Regions from separate parts of the Mus musculus genome. Here regions 2, 3 and 4 are each linked to region 1. Evidence: chromatin contacts called from public HiCAR-type and HiChIP or PLAC-seq data. All regions are on one chromosome and are shown on one strand. Each heading gives the region's core, a stretch centred on a gene start, on an enhancer-like site or on the middle of the called end of the contact. The rest is flanking DNA. Distances are from core to core; before and after follow the strand shown. Region 1 holds the start of Phf10 (PHD finger protein 10). Region 2 holds the start of Dact2 (dishevelled-binding antagonist of beta-catenin 2). Region 3 holds the start of Smoc2 (SPARC related modular calcium binding 2). Region 4 holds the start of Prdm9 (PR domain containing 9).

Region 1 (3,559 bases), core at 465-2,964:
TGCCTCTGCCTCCCGAGTGCTGGGATTAAAGGCATGTGCCACCACGCCCGGCCCCCTCTCTCATTTCTTAACTTTCAAATTTTATAACATTAAAATCTTTTTGTTTTTTAATTGCAAGTATGCTCTTTCCCACCTACGATGCCCTTAAGTTCAGTTATATATATTTGTGTATCACTTTATCTTGAAGCTGCAGACATCCTGCTCTATGGCAGGCACTCCCTTCACCTCTACATTATTTGTCGGCTCTATACTTCATGTGGATACACTATATATATTTCAAAGGAGGAGAGAAGTGCTGGGCTTACTTTCTGGAGCTAGAAGCTGTGGCTGTGAAAGGGAACTCGAATTCTAAAATCCAAGAGCTAGATCACCACCACCTTTTCTGGTTTGGTCCCCTACATTCTTGGAAGTGTTGTGGGGAGTGGAGGGGATGGGGGGTGGGGGATGTAGGCCTGCCTCTCTGCCCCTTGCCTTTGTCCATTGGACCTGTTGTCTTCCTGGTGCTCTTTTCAAAGGGTGGGGTACGGCCTTTCCTGTGGCGAAGTCTAAGCACTAACATCAATATAAATCCTGTCCAAACACCATTGGACAATTGGCTTCCATTTCCAGGAATTCCCAATCCTGTGTCCTGCAGGTGACTGTGCTGACTCTGTCATATGATTTTGGGAACCTTCCCTATGTTCTCCTTGCCTGACTGGGTTCCGTTCAACCTGAGTGCTGCTGTGACTTTTCCCGTGGCCATGGGGGCCACTACGCCAAGGTCACAGGAGAAGCAGTTGTAGAACAAATGAGCCAAGAGCGCCTTGGGGATCCTGGGGTGTGTGGAGTGAAGATGGAGAGGTGGGGTGGAGAAGTCAGAAAGGACTCAGGAGAAGGGGATCTCAAAGAGGGAGGAGGCGGAGCTCCTGGGGTGGTTGACCCTAAGGGCTGCGAGAGAGGAGGAAGTGGGCTGAGGACACTAATCCTTCATTTACAGAAGGGAGCGAGGACCCTGGTGGAGAAGGGGAGGTCGCCGCGGCTGTGGAGACCCCGGGCTGAGAGGAGGGGCTGGGGACCGGTAGGGGTGGGGTTGGTGGGAGGATACCGCGCGGTAGGGACCCTCAGCTAAGGTGCTGATGATCGGGAGTGGGGAGGACACGGCGGCGTGGTGGCGACCCCGGGCTGAGGGGAGGAGCTGGGTACGGGGGAGGGATTGGAGAACAAGCGTGGTGAAGACACATCTTTGAGGGGAGGGGCTAGGGACCCAGGTGGGGACAAGGCAGGCACCGCCGACTGAGGACCCCCGGCTGACGCGCAGCGGAGGAGGGGAGGGGGCGGGACCGCGGCGGGGCGGGGCGGCGCGGAGCCGCGGCTGACGCGGAGGGCCGGGCCGGGGGCGCAGGGAAGGGGCGGCAGCGAGCTCGCCAGGCGGCCAGGAACCCGGGTGGGGCCGGGACCGAGGCGGTGGCTGGCCAGCGGAGCTCAGGCCGGGCGCGGCGCGCCGGGTGAAGGCGGCAAGGCGGCAAGGCCCCGGCCGAGGCCGGCGGAGCCGCGCAGCTGCGGCCGGCTGACGTGAGCGGCGTGCGGGTCCCGGCCGGCAGCGCGCTGGCGGCCATGGCGGTGGCGCTGGCGGGCCGCGGGGCGCGCGGCGGCAGGGGCCGGCCCCCGGGCGGGCGGGCGGAGGGGGCGGGGCCGGGGCGCCGGGCGGCCCGCGCGACAGCGGCGGCAGCGGCGGCGGCGGCGGCCGCTGGGACTAGGCGAAGGCGGCGACGACGACGGAGGCGCGGGGCGCTTGGGCTGATGGCAGCGGCCGGGCCCGGGGCGGCGCTGTCCCCGGGGCGGTGCGACAGCGACCCGGCCTCCCCCGGAGCGCAGTCCCCAAAGGTGAGCGGAGCGCGCTGCCCAAGGGGCAGCGGCCCAGGCCGGGCTCGGGAGAGAAGAGGAGACCGGGCGGCGGGTCCTGGAGCAACAAGTGCGGCGGACAGTGGGCGCGGACGTCGGGGAGACCTGCGCGGCGGGGTGGGAAGTTGTCCGGGAATAGCTGGGACCGGGGGACTCGGGAAGAGTGCTTGAGACGAAGCGCCCCCAGCCTGGGAAAGTCGGAAAAGTTGGCGGCCTTGGGGATCTCAGTCGGGGAGACGCTGAGCGGGACGTGCGCTCGGGGTCCCGAGTTGGCAGAACGTGGTTTCACACCCACAGACCCGGCCAGCCGAGGTGGCCCCCGCCACGTGCCGGTCCTCCCTGGTGGGGTCTCTGACTGCTCGCAGGGGGCTGCTGGCTCCCTGTCCTGACCGAGGATGGTGCGGAGGGGAGGGCCTTACCTGGAACGTAGCCCTTAGGATTCCTACAGTTGTGAGCTGGTAAACTCTGTGTCAACTTCCGTTATTGTTTCTTTTCGAGAGGATCATTGTTTTTAAGTAAAAGTATTGACATACAGAAATCCTTAAAATGTCCACAAATTAATAAAATAGTGCTTAAAATTAACGGTGTCAAGCCAGTATGGACCATGAATACAGTGAAAAACATACTAAGAAATTTAATTATCTTTCAACTTCTTGATTGTTAGCTTTAAAAGGGAATATTAAGTCTACTTGATTTCATTCTTGAAGAGTGAAAAGGGGAATGATTTCTATGTTCTTTTTTAATTTGGAAAGTAATTTTAGTAAATTCCTAGGTGCTGGAGACATAATGAAATATAAAGTCACTGCTAATCACAACGTTAACATATATCAGACAGCTATGTGCTACCTGGCTCTTATGTGATCACTTCACTGCATCCTTGCATCAGCCACCTAGGCTTTAGGACTGGGGAGAAGCTTGCAGCACACAGCTGGTGGAGGGCAGTGCTCAGTAAGATTCTCTGGCAGCCCGCAGTGCCATGCTGACTTGGCATGCTAGCCTGTGCTGCCTTTTCATTCCCTTCCGTGGGCCTTTATTGAAATTTATAGTAAGAGTAGTAGTGTTAGGAGCTATAGTACCTTGATTTAAAAAAAAAATAGGAGTTTAAGCCTATTAATTAACGTAATGAATTGTTTTTAAAACATTTGATTACTTATTTCCTTAATGGAATGGCTCAACAACCTATATCTCCTATGAGTTTATCACAAAGTGTTGAATTTCTGCCGCAGAAGAAAAGGAATGTAGTTAGACGTGGTAACCTGTATCCAGTCCTTCTTCATCTCCAAAGTAGCTAATTAAAATGCGCCTCCGGGGGGCCAGTTGTAAGCTGAAGGGTACTATGAAACTTACTAGTATTTATTTCCCAGCTCAAATAGGAAGGCTTGCTTTGATTTTTAAAGTGGTGTGGCTACTAAAAAGCAGATGTTTGAACACAATCTAGTTGGTAAGAAAGTGAAAGCAGAGTACATTTAAAATACAGTTGAAAATTTAATTTCATTTCGATTAAAGGTCAGATTTTAGTTTTATTCATTCTTAAATTTTCTAATTTTTTAATCATTTAAATGTACAGGATGATAATGAAGATAACTCAAATGATGGGACCCATCCATGTAAAAGGAGGCGAATGGGCTCAGGAGACAGCTCAAGAAGTTGTGAGACTTCAAGTCAAGATCTTAGGTAC
Region 2 (3,559 bases), core at 639-3,138, 760 kb after region 1:
GTGAACACCTAAAAATGAAACTGGAAAACGGTTTACAACACTATAAAAATTAAAAAAAAAAAAACCTCAAAAACAAATTGGACACGGGAACAAGGCTTACTGATAATCTGAGGCATGGTTGAATAAACTGAAAGTGGACCTGATTGTGTGGCAAGGGGCCCATGTCTGTGCACCAAGAACACTCAACTTAATGTAATATTTCCTATTGACTGACAGGTTCCGGGCATCCCCCAACAAGACCCATGCTGTCTTCTTTGCAGACACTGGCCACGTGACCCATAAATTCTGTGGAAATAGGGAGGGCACAGAGCAGGAGGCAGTAGTGAGAAGATACAGGGCTGGAGAGCTTATGTGTCCAGACTTCAGAACCCAGTGAAAAGGTGAGTCATTGACACAGCCTGGAACAAGCATAAATATGACAGAAAACAGAAATTCCTTCTCCATATCAGCTGACCCTCCATTGATCTACACCTCTCACTGTTTCCTGTTGGGCAGTGGGCTACACTGTCTGCAGAAAAATGAAAGAGACTCAGGAGGATCAAGGACAGAGCTCAGCCTGAGAGGATGAAGGACTTCAGAGTATCAGCTTTAAACTACAAAAGCTTAGAAGTCTGTAGCTTCGAATCAGGCAGCGACTTCTCAGTCGTCACACAGAAAGCAGTAAAAAGCGGGGAAAACTGGTGCAAGGAGGTAAAGATAAAGAGTAAAAACTTTAACCAAGCTCAGTGCTGCGAAGCTGTGATCTAGGTACACACAGAAGGCTGGAGTTCCTTGGAGACCAGCCTGGTCTACGGAGTAGTTCTGTTGTAGTAAGACCCGGTCTTAGAACCAAACAAAACAAAAATAGGGAAGTAAAATGAATAGAAACCTGTAGACTGGAGAAAACATTGTGAGAATCCTGTATCTAAGAAAGAAATTGCAAATAAGGAAAGAGTTTAAAGGAGACTCTGGTCTTCGTTACTAAGGAGATAGCCAACTTAAAGCAAGTAGCGAACCTGAATGACCGATTCTACAGGGAAAAGATACTTAACTTCCTCCTGCCCGAGGAATCACTGCAAGCTACACTCCACAGGCCTGGGTGCTCTGGATGGAGGCACCTTCCCACCCCTGCTTGGGAGGAAATGGTAAGAACACGGGAAAGTGGTCTCTTCAGTAACCACCCGCGATTCAACAATTCCTGCCTTCGGTAGACACTCAAGGAAGAGAAAAGCATTTTCATCCTGCCTGTGTGCAGAAGTGGATGACAGCTTCTTCCTAACTTATCACTGGAGGAACATGAAGACTATAGATACTCTACTCGGCCAGTAAAGTGCTGCAAAATGGGCGCGCCCGGAAGTCTAACAGCAAAAGACCCGGATAACAGGATTCCACTCAAGACAGTGTCCACAGGAGGCCGCTGGGGGGCTCTGAGCATGGAGTGAGTAAAGGAGGTGGGGGCGACTGAGAGTGTGCGGCTTGCTTCTGGGATCCAGACAGTGTTGCTGAAGTGACCACCATGGTGAGAGCTGCACACCTCAGGAACTTTCTAGAAGCTTCCTTAAAGGTGCGTAGCATGTGTGTGAAGCTGGACTCGGTACTGAGAAGCGAGCGCAGGTTTTCCATGTACATTGGCGAACCTGGTATAGGATTTTCCATTTTAATCAGCTTACAAATAGGAACGTGCGTCTTGCAATGTAAATTTTTTTCTTTTGTAATTTTTTTAAATTTAAAAACCTAAACAAAACCTTTGCCTATGCTTAAGCTCCTCTCTGTCCCTCTGCGGAGGGGCTTTTGGCCTTCCCCGATGAGCTCATAGGTCCCAGGGGCGCAGGGGTTGGGCGAGGGCGCGGCCGGTCGACGGGGCGGGCAGGGGGCGGCCGCTGTGACCTCGGGCGTCGCAAACACCGCCCTCCGCGGCCAGCGATAGGTCCCAACCCACCTAAGCGACCTGCAGCCGGGGGCGGGGAGACGCGACGGGGACGCGCGGCGCGGCGGTTGAGCGTCCGGGAGATGTGGGCACCGAGCGGCCAGGGGCCCGCGGGTTGGGACCGCCGCAGGGTGGGCGCGCGACTACGAGCCGCACTGGCCGGGCTGCAGGAGCTTCAGGGGCTGCGAGCCACGCAGCAAGCACGCGTGCGGGGAGCTCTGGGCCTGCACCCTGCGCCAGGGCCCCGCGGCCAGGAGCTGCGTCTGGAGGCGGCGCTGACCGCGCTACGGGAGCAGCTGGTAAGGAGCAAGTTGGGCGCGAGCGGCCGAAGGGACCTGCTGGGGCGCGATCGGGGCGCAGTTGCGTGGAATGTGCGAGCGGAAAGAGCAGATGCGCGGCTGCGTGGGGAGCGCGCCGCGGGGTGCGAGCTGGAGAGCCGCGCGCGGGACCCGGGGTTGACTGCGCACCGCCTCTGCGGCGGACACAACCTTGGTGCGGCGGCGCGCAAGTCTGGCTAGACACAGGCTGTTGTGGTGGGGAGCGTGGGCTCCATTCCGCCTGGCAGGAGTCTGCGCACATACTGACCTCATCCCGGGAGCAGGTCATCCGGCTACACTGCGTGGCTACACTGCGTGAACTTGAGCCACAGGGCACTGTACTGGGTTTGCTTGGGTCATTGAGGAGTCTTGCCCGCTGAGGATCGTCTCCAAGATTGCACGTCACCTGATCCCATTAAAAAAAAAAAAAAAATAAGACGAGTGTCCTCCGGTATGCGGAACGTGGGAGAGGGGATTAGTGGCGCTTTCTCATCTACCCGCGCCCATCGAGTCCCCCTCTGTAGACCACTTGGGGCCCCTCGGGAGTAGAATTGCTACCCATTTCTAGAAACAGCTCAAGGTTCCTTCCCCTCAGTACTGCAGTATTTTTAAAAGAACAAAATAGTGCGCACTCGAAAGAGTGTGATAGCGTTGCGTCCACAACTCTTTAAGTGGGATTTTTTTTTCACGGTGAAATTTGGATCTGTCCTGTTGAAAGTAGCCTCTTGGTAAAGTTCAGGGTGAAACTGCTGTGTTCCAATCAACTTTAGTTCAGAATAGTGTTGGGTTTGTGTCTAAAGAATCAGGAAGTCCAGTGTCTGAGTCACTACTCCCCAGGACACCTGGAATCTTCCCTGAGTGTAAGAGATCTGGCTGAGGGCGGAATCCAGCTGACAGTCTCCTCCAGTCTGAGACACCCAACTGCTGCCCAGAGAGAGACATGGCCGGTGAGGACTGGACTCTGTACACTGTTGCACCCACGGGACCAAGGCATTATAACAGGTGCCTGTCTTTAGGGGTGGGTGGGGGTGCTCCACACTGGTCACGTGATCTCAGCCAGGCAGGCGCACTGATGAGTTACAAGCATGACCCGTTCCTGAAGGTTAACGATTAAACCCCCCCCCCCACGTCAGCAATACACAAACCCAATCTGTGAGCCCTCACACTCCAATTACCAGGAGCCTGTGGAGAGATCAAACAAGCTTTTTGTTGACACACTCCCCCTCCTCTCCAGGAGACCAGGAGGAACACACTGGCTTTGTCTTGAAACTTGGTTCACGGGGGAAAAGTGAAAAATAATTGAATTCTATGTGGCTTTATCACTTCACCATGTTTC
Region 3 (3,559 bases), core at 476-2,975, 680 kb after region 1:
GAACTGGCCAGTTTCCCAGTGGACTTTTTAAATTTGCTCGAAGTGTGTGCACGAGCTCTGTACATACATGAACATCTGTGCACACATTCATATATGAATGCATGCATGTCGTCCCTTCAGGCTCTTCGGGGTAGGGCAAGACTGGGAGTGAAAACTCCCTGCAGTTTCCAGCTATGGTTCTAATCTATCAGTCGCTCACGAGACACAAGGCAGGGCCCTAGGACTGCCCCAGAAGAATTTTAGGTATGAACAATGAACTCACTCAATCTTCCCCCTTTCAAGCTGCTGAGAAACAGGGAGAGGGGAAGAAAAAGCAACAGGCTGGCCAGCTTGCTTCACTTTTGCAAAAAGCTTCGACTCGTGGGCTAGCCCTGGTTTTCCATAGGCTAAGCACCCTCCCCAGGGCACCTACCACTCCAACACTCCTCTCCACGGGAGCCTGCTCACCACCTTGGTGTTTTCTTAAGCACTTGTTCAAAAACACGTTTAAGTGGAATGCTTTCGTTTCTGCAGATTGCATTAATTATGGGTTCCCTAGCGCGCGGGCCGCAGAAGGGCTGCCCGCCGGGCTCTGCAGACACCAGCCCGCAGGAGTGGCCGCGGTTGTGTTGGCCCGAGGTGGACGCGCTCAGCCCCCATCCACAGCGCGGCTTTTGGCACCTCACCTCGCGCCTTGGCGTAGCCAGTACTGCAACTAAGAGAGACAAACTTAGAGCGGTCAACCACAGTGCCACGCGCGCTCGGGAGCGCGCCCTGGCGCGCACTGCATCCTGCTCCTGAGGAGAGGACCCACGAGACCAGGGGCGCTCCTCTATGCCTCCTGTGCTGGAGATTGTTCCTCCTCTATGAGTTGTTTTTTTTGTTTTTTGGCTTTTGGATTTTGGATTTTTTTTTTTAAAGAAACGCGCTCTTTAATTCAATGTCATATCTGCTTCTTCCTCTCAATTAAGGGTTCTCTGAGATGCTCCGCCACAAGTGGAACACATGGGATGTGGCCCCTTTCTCCCCCATAAGGGGGGTTGGGGTACAAGGGGTCCTCGTGGCGCTGGAGCCGAAGATTGCCCGCTTCCTAATCCTAGGCTGGGTCGGTGGCGTTGGCAAGGTGGGCACCCAGTCCCGGTGAGTTCGCCCTGAAAGAGCTGAGGTGCATAAGTGGCCCAGATCCTTGTTCCTGTGCCATCTCATCTCGCCCAAAGTGGGGGACTCCAGGCACTCCTGCATGTCAACTCCCTTCTATCCTGGACTAGTAGGACCAGCAGCCCTTCACATACTGAGTAGCTATCGACCCTGGACACGCACGCTGTGGGACTCTCCCGAACCCACCTGTTGGGGATTGCTGGGCCACCTGCTCCCGGAGCCTTGTCCCAGAAGGAAGAGTGGGTTCTCAGTGAGGGACAACAGAGAAAGACAGGGGCGCGTCCCGGGACTTACCGTGAGCGCTGAGAACTTCTGCGCGGGCACCGGCGGCAGCAAGGCAGCGAGCAGCGGCAGCCAGCACAGCTGTGGCGGCAGCATGGTGACGCTGGAGGGGACCAAGCGAGGCAGACGCCCCACGCGCTGCGCCCTGGCACTCGGCGAAGATCCGGTGTGCGAACGTGCGGGCGAGCGGGCTAGAACTGCTCCGCGGTCCTATGGCCGCTGGTGGAGACCGCACGGCCCCTCCGTGCGCTCTGGCCGGCGCTCCCCGAACTGCCGCTGCTGCTGTCAAACAGCCCTAGTTTCCCCGGATCCTCCTGTCCCGCCCTCTTCGCCCTCCCGCCCGCAAATCTCCTCCCTCCGCCCCACCTCCCTTAGCCACCGCGCCCGCGCAGGGGCCGCCCGGCGCGCAGGGCTGTGAAGGAGACAGCGAAGGCTACCAGGACTAGGCAAGCGTGTGTTGATGCTGTTTGCACGCCTCCTTCAAGCCAATGCCAGGGCACACCTTACAGGCATGCACACTCACACTGGCTCCAAGAGATGCACTGAGCCCCACCCTCCTGGCCTAGGGCGCCTTCTGTCTTCACCTTGGAGGGTCCCCACTGTGCCTTGGCTCGCCTGTGGCTTTACATTCACCAGAATGTAGCACTCTGAGATGCTAAGTGGTCATTGGCTCCTCGGTAGGGCCTCTGAGAACACCAGGAGTCCTGCATCTTTCCGCAGGTTAACGAGGAGGGCGGGAGGGGTCTGAAAACAGATCTGTGAGGCAGATGACTTCCTTGAGTTGGGCAAACTTAGAGAAAGGTGAGCGCACACATTGATGTGGCCGCTTCAAACAGTTTAGGCAAGCATTTCAGGTGTTCGGCAGCAAGCGCATTTGAGTAGGCTTTTGACTGTGATAGAAACCAAGGGGATTTTGCGCACCAGGTCCTGCAAAAGGAGCATTGCTGAAATAGTTTAGCCCTGGCTGGTAGCTTCACAGGAAAAGGCCCTAATTCTACCTCACGCAGAAAGCCAGCTGGGAAGACTTTCGAGAACAAAGAATCAATTGACTTGTCAGGGCCTCTCTGTAGGGAGCAAAACAGCAAGCTCACCTCTAACTTCTCTCTCCTCTGCTGCTCTGGAGATTCCTGTGAGATCGTAGACCAATCAGAAAGCAGCTACCCTGCCCTAGCCCAACACGGGGACCTCTGGAGAAGAACAGCGCTGGAGCTCCAAAAGGATAGCCTTGAAGAATGAAGTCAACCGAGCAAACAGTCCCAACTTCATCAGGTGGGCTGTGCCTATTTTCAGGAGGTCATTAGGAGTGGGCTTGTGGACAGCTGACATTCCCTCACTGGAGGAGAGAACGAATGGGAAGTATCACTGGACTTCACCTCAGATGGCGGGTGTTCGTGCAGTTCTTCCTAATAGTTGTCCTTCAGGGCCTCTGGAGGTACTCGAGATCATGAGCTGGGGCAAATTCCCCGAGAGGGGCTCCATCTATGTGGGTGTGGAAGCCATCATCCAAGCTGTGTGAAGACTGGACTATGGATGCTCTGACGTTAATCACATTCCTGCAGTGAACCCCTCACCTATGCATGTTAGTAAGCACAAGCTCACTAGCTCCCCGTGCTGAACTCCCCATGGAATCCTAGTTTGTTTTGCCACTGGGGCCTTTTGAGGAGAGATAGATCTTGCTTATGTCTCCTCAGGAAAGGAACTCTCACATCACACAGGGAAAGAGAACCTTCTAGAGATGGCTGCTGAAAGAAACCTTCAAAACTCGAAATCTGTCAAGCCTTCAACACCCTTCCTACACTGAGGACATGGAGGAACATCGTAGCAAAACTCTTCAGGGTCAGACTCAGCCCAGGGACAGGCATGACTGAGTAAGCAAATAACATATACATTGAACCAAAAAAAATGATACAAATGTTGTGTACTTCTATCGTAGTAATGGTGGTGTGATGATGGTGGTGTGATGATGATGATGGTGATGATGGTGGTGGTGGTGGTGGTGGTGATGATGATGATGAAAATCAGCACATTCAAGAAGTATTTGGTACAAAACATTTTCCTTTTACCTTTTATTTCAAGGGTACAAATTATTAGCTGAAATGTCTTCTTGGGACTGAAAGTCTGAAAATAGCTTTTTGTCTAC
Region 4 (3,559 bases), core at 545-3,044, 600 kb before region 1:
GGGGTGAGGGGTTGTGAGCTGCCCCCGCGATGGTGATGGAAGAGAATGTGTGTACTCTGCAAGAGCGGTAAGTGCTCTTAACCACTGAGCCATCTCTCCACCCCTCTTATAAGCTAATTTCTATTCAGTAATAACGATTTATATTAGCCAAGGCACTCTATTATTACGCCACGAACATTTTAGTAAACCTATGTGCTTATTTATTAAAGTTATTGTTAAATTAGAGGCTTTTAAATTTTTTTTTTTTAAACTCTTTCATAGCCTAATTTTTAGGTTCTTTTCCGGAGAGCCTTATTTGTTTTGATTTTGTCTATCTATTTGATTAAGCTACTTATCTCAGGCGAGACGTGAGCTCAGGGTATGCCTGCCAAAGCTGGACTTCCGGTCCCACCCTCATCCCCGGCTTCCCGGTGCCCAGCTCCAATTGGAGATTGACTGAAACCCCACTCTAGAGCAGACCTAAGCACTTAAAGCTCTGCTCCATGGTTTTAAGACCTTTAGTAGACAGGACACAGGTCAGGTAACACAGCCTGCCACATTGAAAAAGAGGAGTCTGAAGGAACGGACGCCGCACAGAGAACAAGTGTGCGCCTGCGCGCTGGCCACTACCTGATTCGTGCAGGGGCCTGGCAATCCCAGCGAGGGGAGGGGCAGCCTGGAGAAAGCCACGGGCAGGAATTGCACCCTGACTGACAGGCAGAGCTCCGCCCTCCGCTTTTCTTGTTCCCGCCCCTCAGCCAGCTGTCTGTCAATTGGCGGATTCTCCTGTCAGTCAGCCTCGGAACTCCTCAGAGGGACGAACGCCGGCGGTGGCCTCAGAGCCGCGGGATTCTGGACCATGAGTGCAGGCGAAACCTTCAGGACCAGCGAGGCTTTCTAGGCTCAGCCCGTGAGACCCCATATCCCCTAAATTAGATTCGGACCCCCTCAGCGTGACACGCGCGCGCGCGCTCACACGCACACACCCGGTCACCTCAGCTTCTCGGGAACTCCAAACGCCCTTTGGCTGAGTGAGGTCCCAAATGCACTTGTGCGGAACCAACCCAGCCTCTGCCTGAGGAACCTGGGTAGCTCGCCTCAGAGAGACTAAGTTTCCAGACAGGAAACCTGGACTCTCAGCGTAGAGACTCTCCTAAGCCCCAAAGACCCCAGACGCCCTCGGTCTCGAGGACCTGTCTGTCACTCCAGATTGGCTTCCAGAGATCCTAAATGCTCTCGTCCCGCAGGACCCTAAATACCTCCGACGTGACAAATCCCAACTCTTCGTGACATAATCGTCAAATCTCGTCAGACTGCGAGTCTCCAAACCTTATTTCACAGCCTGAAAGACTCCTCTAGCCTACGAACCCAATTCCTTCAATCTGATGCACCCCACTCCTCAGCCCGAGGTCCCCAAAGTTAAAATCTCAGCCAGAGCGTTCCTACATTTTCACCAGAGGGACTTCAATCCCTTGTACTCGGGATTCCCGAATCCATTTACCTGAAAACATCTTTCAGACCCTGGCTGACTCCTTGGTCCAGATGAAGAGCAAGTGGGAATGGGGTGGGGGGGGACACCGGTTGGCGGGAGGAATCTTCCTTCCTTGCTGTCGCAGGTCCTGACCCGGACGGAGGGTCGGTGCCTAGGTTTAGGGCTCAGTCCAGAATCCTTGCTCCTGCACCAGAGTACTAGACCTCGGAGTCCGAAGAAGCTGCCTGTGTTGGCTGCATGGATTCCCAGCCCCTAGCTCCTTCCCATGTGCTGGTGGGCATCTCTGATCGCCTAAGGCCCTTAGTTACCTCTTCATCCATAGGACCATAGGACCCTGGACCTCTCCAGTGAAATGTCCTGCACCATGAACACCAACAAGCTGGAAGAAAATAGTCCTGAAGAAGATACAGGGAAATTCGAGTGGAAACCCAAGGTAGTACGAAGTTATCCTTGAGTCAGGAGGATCATGGGGTGGGCAGAGGCAAACAGCCTTGAGTACCAATACCATATTGATTTTTCCTATGACAAGAAGGTGGGTCCCGATATGTGAGAGAGGAAAGGCTCATTAGCAACTGCTCTGTCAGCATGAACATCCAGTGTTTGCTTAAAGAAGGTTCTGGGAATGGGAGGATAACCTTGGTCACTGAGACCACATTCCAGGGTCCCAAGCCCGGCCCAGCATGTTCCGTTTTTTGTTTTTATTTTTTTTCCCCCAGGTCAAAGATGAATTCAAAGACATTTCCATATACTTCTCCAAAGAAGAATGGGCAGAGATGGGAGAGTGGGAGAAAATTCGCTATAGAAATGTGAAAAGGAACTATAAAATGCTGATTTCAATAGGTAACAAGAAGTCTTCGGTTGAACCAGTCTAGATTAAAAAAATAAAATCTCAGTTCCCATGTTCCCATGTTATGTTAGGGTCTTCCCAGGTATCTACAGTGGTACAGTTCCCAATGGAGACAAGTTTAGAGGAAACGTGTGTGTGTGTGTGTGTGTCTGTGTGTCCAGGACTAAATGTTAGCACTGGCCCTGTAGAGATCTCATCTCCACACCCAGAGCCTACCTGGCCTTGTGATACATTTGTTCCATCCTCTAGGGCCTTTTTAAGAGGAATATTTTGCTGCTTTTCAGGTCTCAGAGCCCCTAGACCAGCTTTCATGTGTTACCAAAGGCAAGCAATGAAACCCCAAATAAATGACAGTGAGGATTCTGATGAAGAGTGGACACCTAAGCAACAAGGTGAGGAGAGGCTAGGAGAGTTTAGAAGTGAGGTGAGGGGGCAGGAGAATTTAGAAGTACCCATCGGAAACCAAGCCAGATTTAGGTTCCATAATGTCTCAGAACCAACTTCTGAAAACTGGGTGTTTCAGAATCAAGGGTCAGCAAACAAACAAGATGCAATGCAAAATTAATAGTAAGAATCTATTCCTGTACATTTTAAAATATGTGAAAACTATATGCTATTTATAAATATAATAAATATGAAATATATACAAATCTGGGCATGAACAAGAAATATCAAACCCAAAGTAGCTAGGATAAGCACCTTACCTAGTCTGTAGCCTGCGTGCTTATTATTAATCATGTAAATATGACCATGGTTGTGCAAATGTCTCTTCAAGATCTTATTTTCACTCTTTATATGTACATAAAGAAATCTAAATCATAAAGTAATTCTATTTTAATTTTTTTTTTTGAGACAGGGTTTCTCTGTGTAGCCCTGGCTTTCCTGGAACTCACTCTGTAGACCAGGCTGGCCTTGAACTCAGAAATCTGCCTGTCTCTGCCCCCCAAGTGCTGGGATTAAAGGCATGGGCCACCACGCCCAGCTCTATTTTAATTTTTGAGGGACTTACTATTTCTGGTAGCTGTGCCATTTTATATTCCCATCAAAGGTGGTCATTCAAGCATTCCAATTTGTCCTCATCCTTGCCATTACTTCTTATGATATATCACTGGGACTTTAATTTTCATTTCCCTGATAACTAATTGTGTTGAACACTTTTTTCTATGCTTGTTGGCCACTTAAATATCTGGAGAAATGTGTGCTCGTTGCATTAATTAGGTAGCTAAAGAGCTGTCAACAAA

The links. HiCAR-type assays count read pairs that join an accessible place to other places. HiChIP or PLAC-seq counts read pairs in DNA pulled down with a chosen protein or histone mark.
Region 2: a contact with region 1 is called in a HiCAR-type map of astrocytes, with 4 times the contacts expected there. The contact joins the promoter of Dact2 here to the promoter of Phf10 in region 1. A contact is called at or near these places in 1 of 39 promoter capture datasets (cranial neural crest) and 3 of 115 datasets of contacts at active chromatin or transcription factors (astrocytes, epiblast stem cells and stem cell-derived neural progenitor cells).
Region 3: a contact with region 1 is called in an H3K4me3 HiChIP or PLAC-seq map of embryonic stem cells, with 4 times the contacts expected there. The contact joins the promoter of Smoc2 here to the promoter of Phf10 in region 1. A contact is called at or near these places in 3 of 39 promoter capture datasets (cranial neural crest, frontonasal cranial neural crest and second pharyngeal arch cranial neural crest) and 2 of 115 datasets of contacts at active chromatin or transcription factors (astrocytes and embryonic stem cells).
Region 4: an H3K4me3 HiChIP or PLAC-seq map of bone marrow-derived macrophages shows a contact between it and region 1, with 6 times the contacts expected there. The contact joins the promoter of Prdm9 here to the promoter of Phf10 in region 1. A contact is called at or near these places in 1 of 39 promoter capture datasets (pre-B cells), 5 of 115 datasets of contacts at active chromatin or transcription factors (astrocytes, bone marrow-derived macrophages, effector CD8 T cells and 2 more) and 1 of 9 other capture datasets (liver).

The regions. Positions count from the first base shown.
Region 1 is chr17:14,959,415-14,962,973 of GRCm38.p6, reverse strand. It overlaps Phf10 (PHD finger protein 10), which reads left to right and starts at 1,714. Exons shown (of 12, transcript NM_024250.4): 1 at 1,714-1,863; 2 at 3,449-3,555. The coding sequence starts at 1,780.
Region 2 is chr17:14,202,160-14,205,718 of GRCm38.p6, reverse strand. Dact2 (dishevelled-binding antagonist of beta-catenin 2) reads left to right here and starts at 1,888. Exons shown (of 4, transcript NM_172826.3): 1 at 1,888-2,205. The coding sequence starts at 1,990. It overlaps Gm34510 (a long non-coding RNA gene), which reads right to left and starts at 2,012. Exons shown (of 3, transcript XR_001782252.2): 1 at 1,919-2,012.
Region 3 is chr17:14,277,672-14,281,230 of GRCm38.p6, reverse strand. It overlaps Smoc2 (SPARC related modular calcium binding 2), which reads right to left and starts at 1,725. Exons shown (of 13, transcript NM_022315.2): 1 at 1,432-1,725. The coding sequence starts at 1,515. Gm52280 (a long non-coding RNA gene) reads left to right here and starts at 720. Exons shown (of 3, transcript XR_003952216.1): 1 at 720-1,119; 2 at 2,543-2,688; 3 at 3,111-3,383. Gm34567 (a long non-coding RNA gene) reads right to left here. Exons shown (of 4, transcript XR_385414.4): 4 at 3,469-3,559.
Region 4 is chr17:15,561,566-15,565,124 of GRCm38.p6, reverse strand. Prdm9 (PR domain containing 9) reads left to right here and starts at 1,794. Exons shown (of 10, transcript NM_144809.3): 1 at 1,794-1,904; 2 at 2,188-2,311; 3 at 2,603-2,710. The coding sequence starts at 1,836.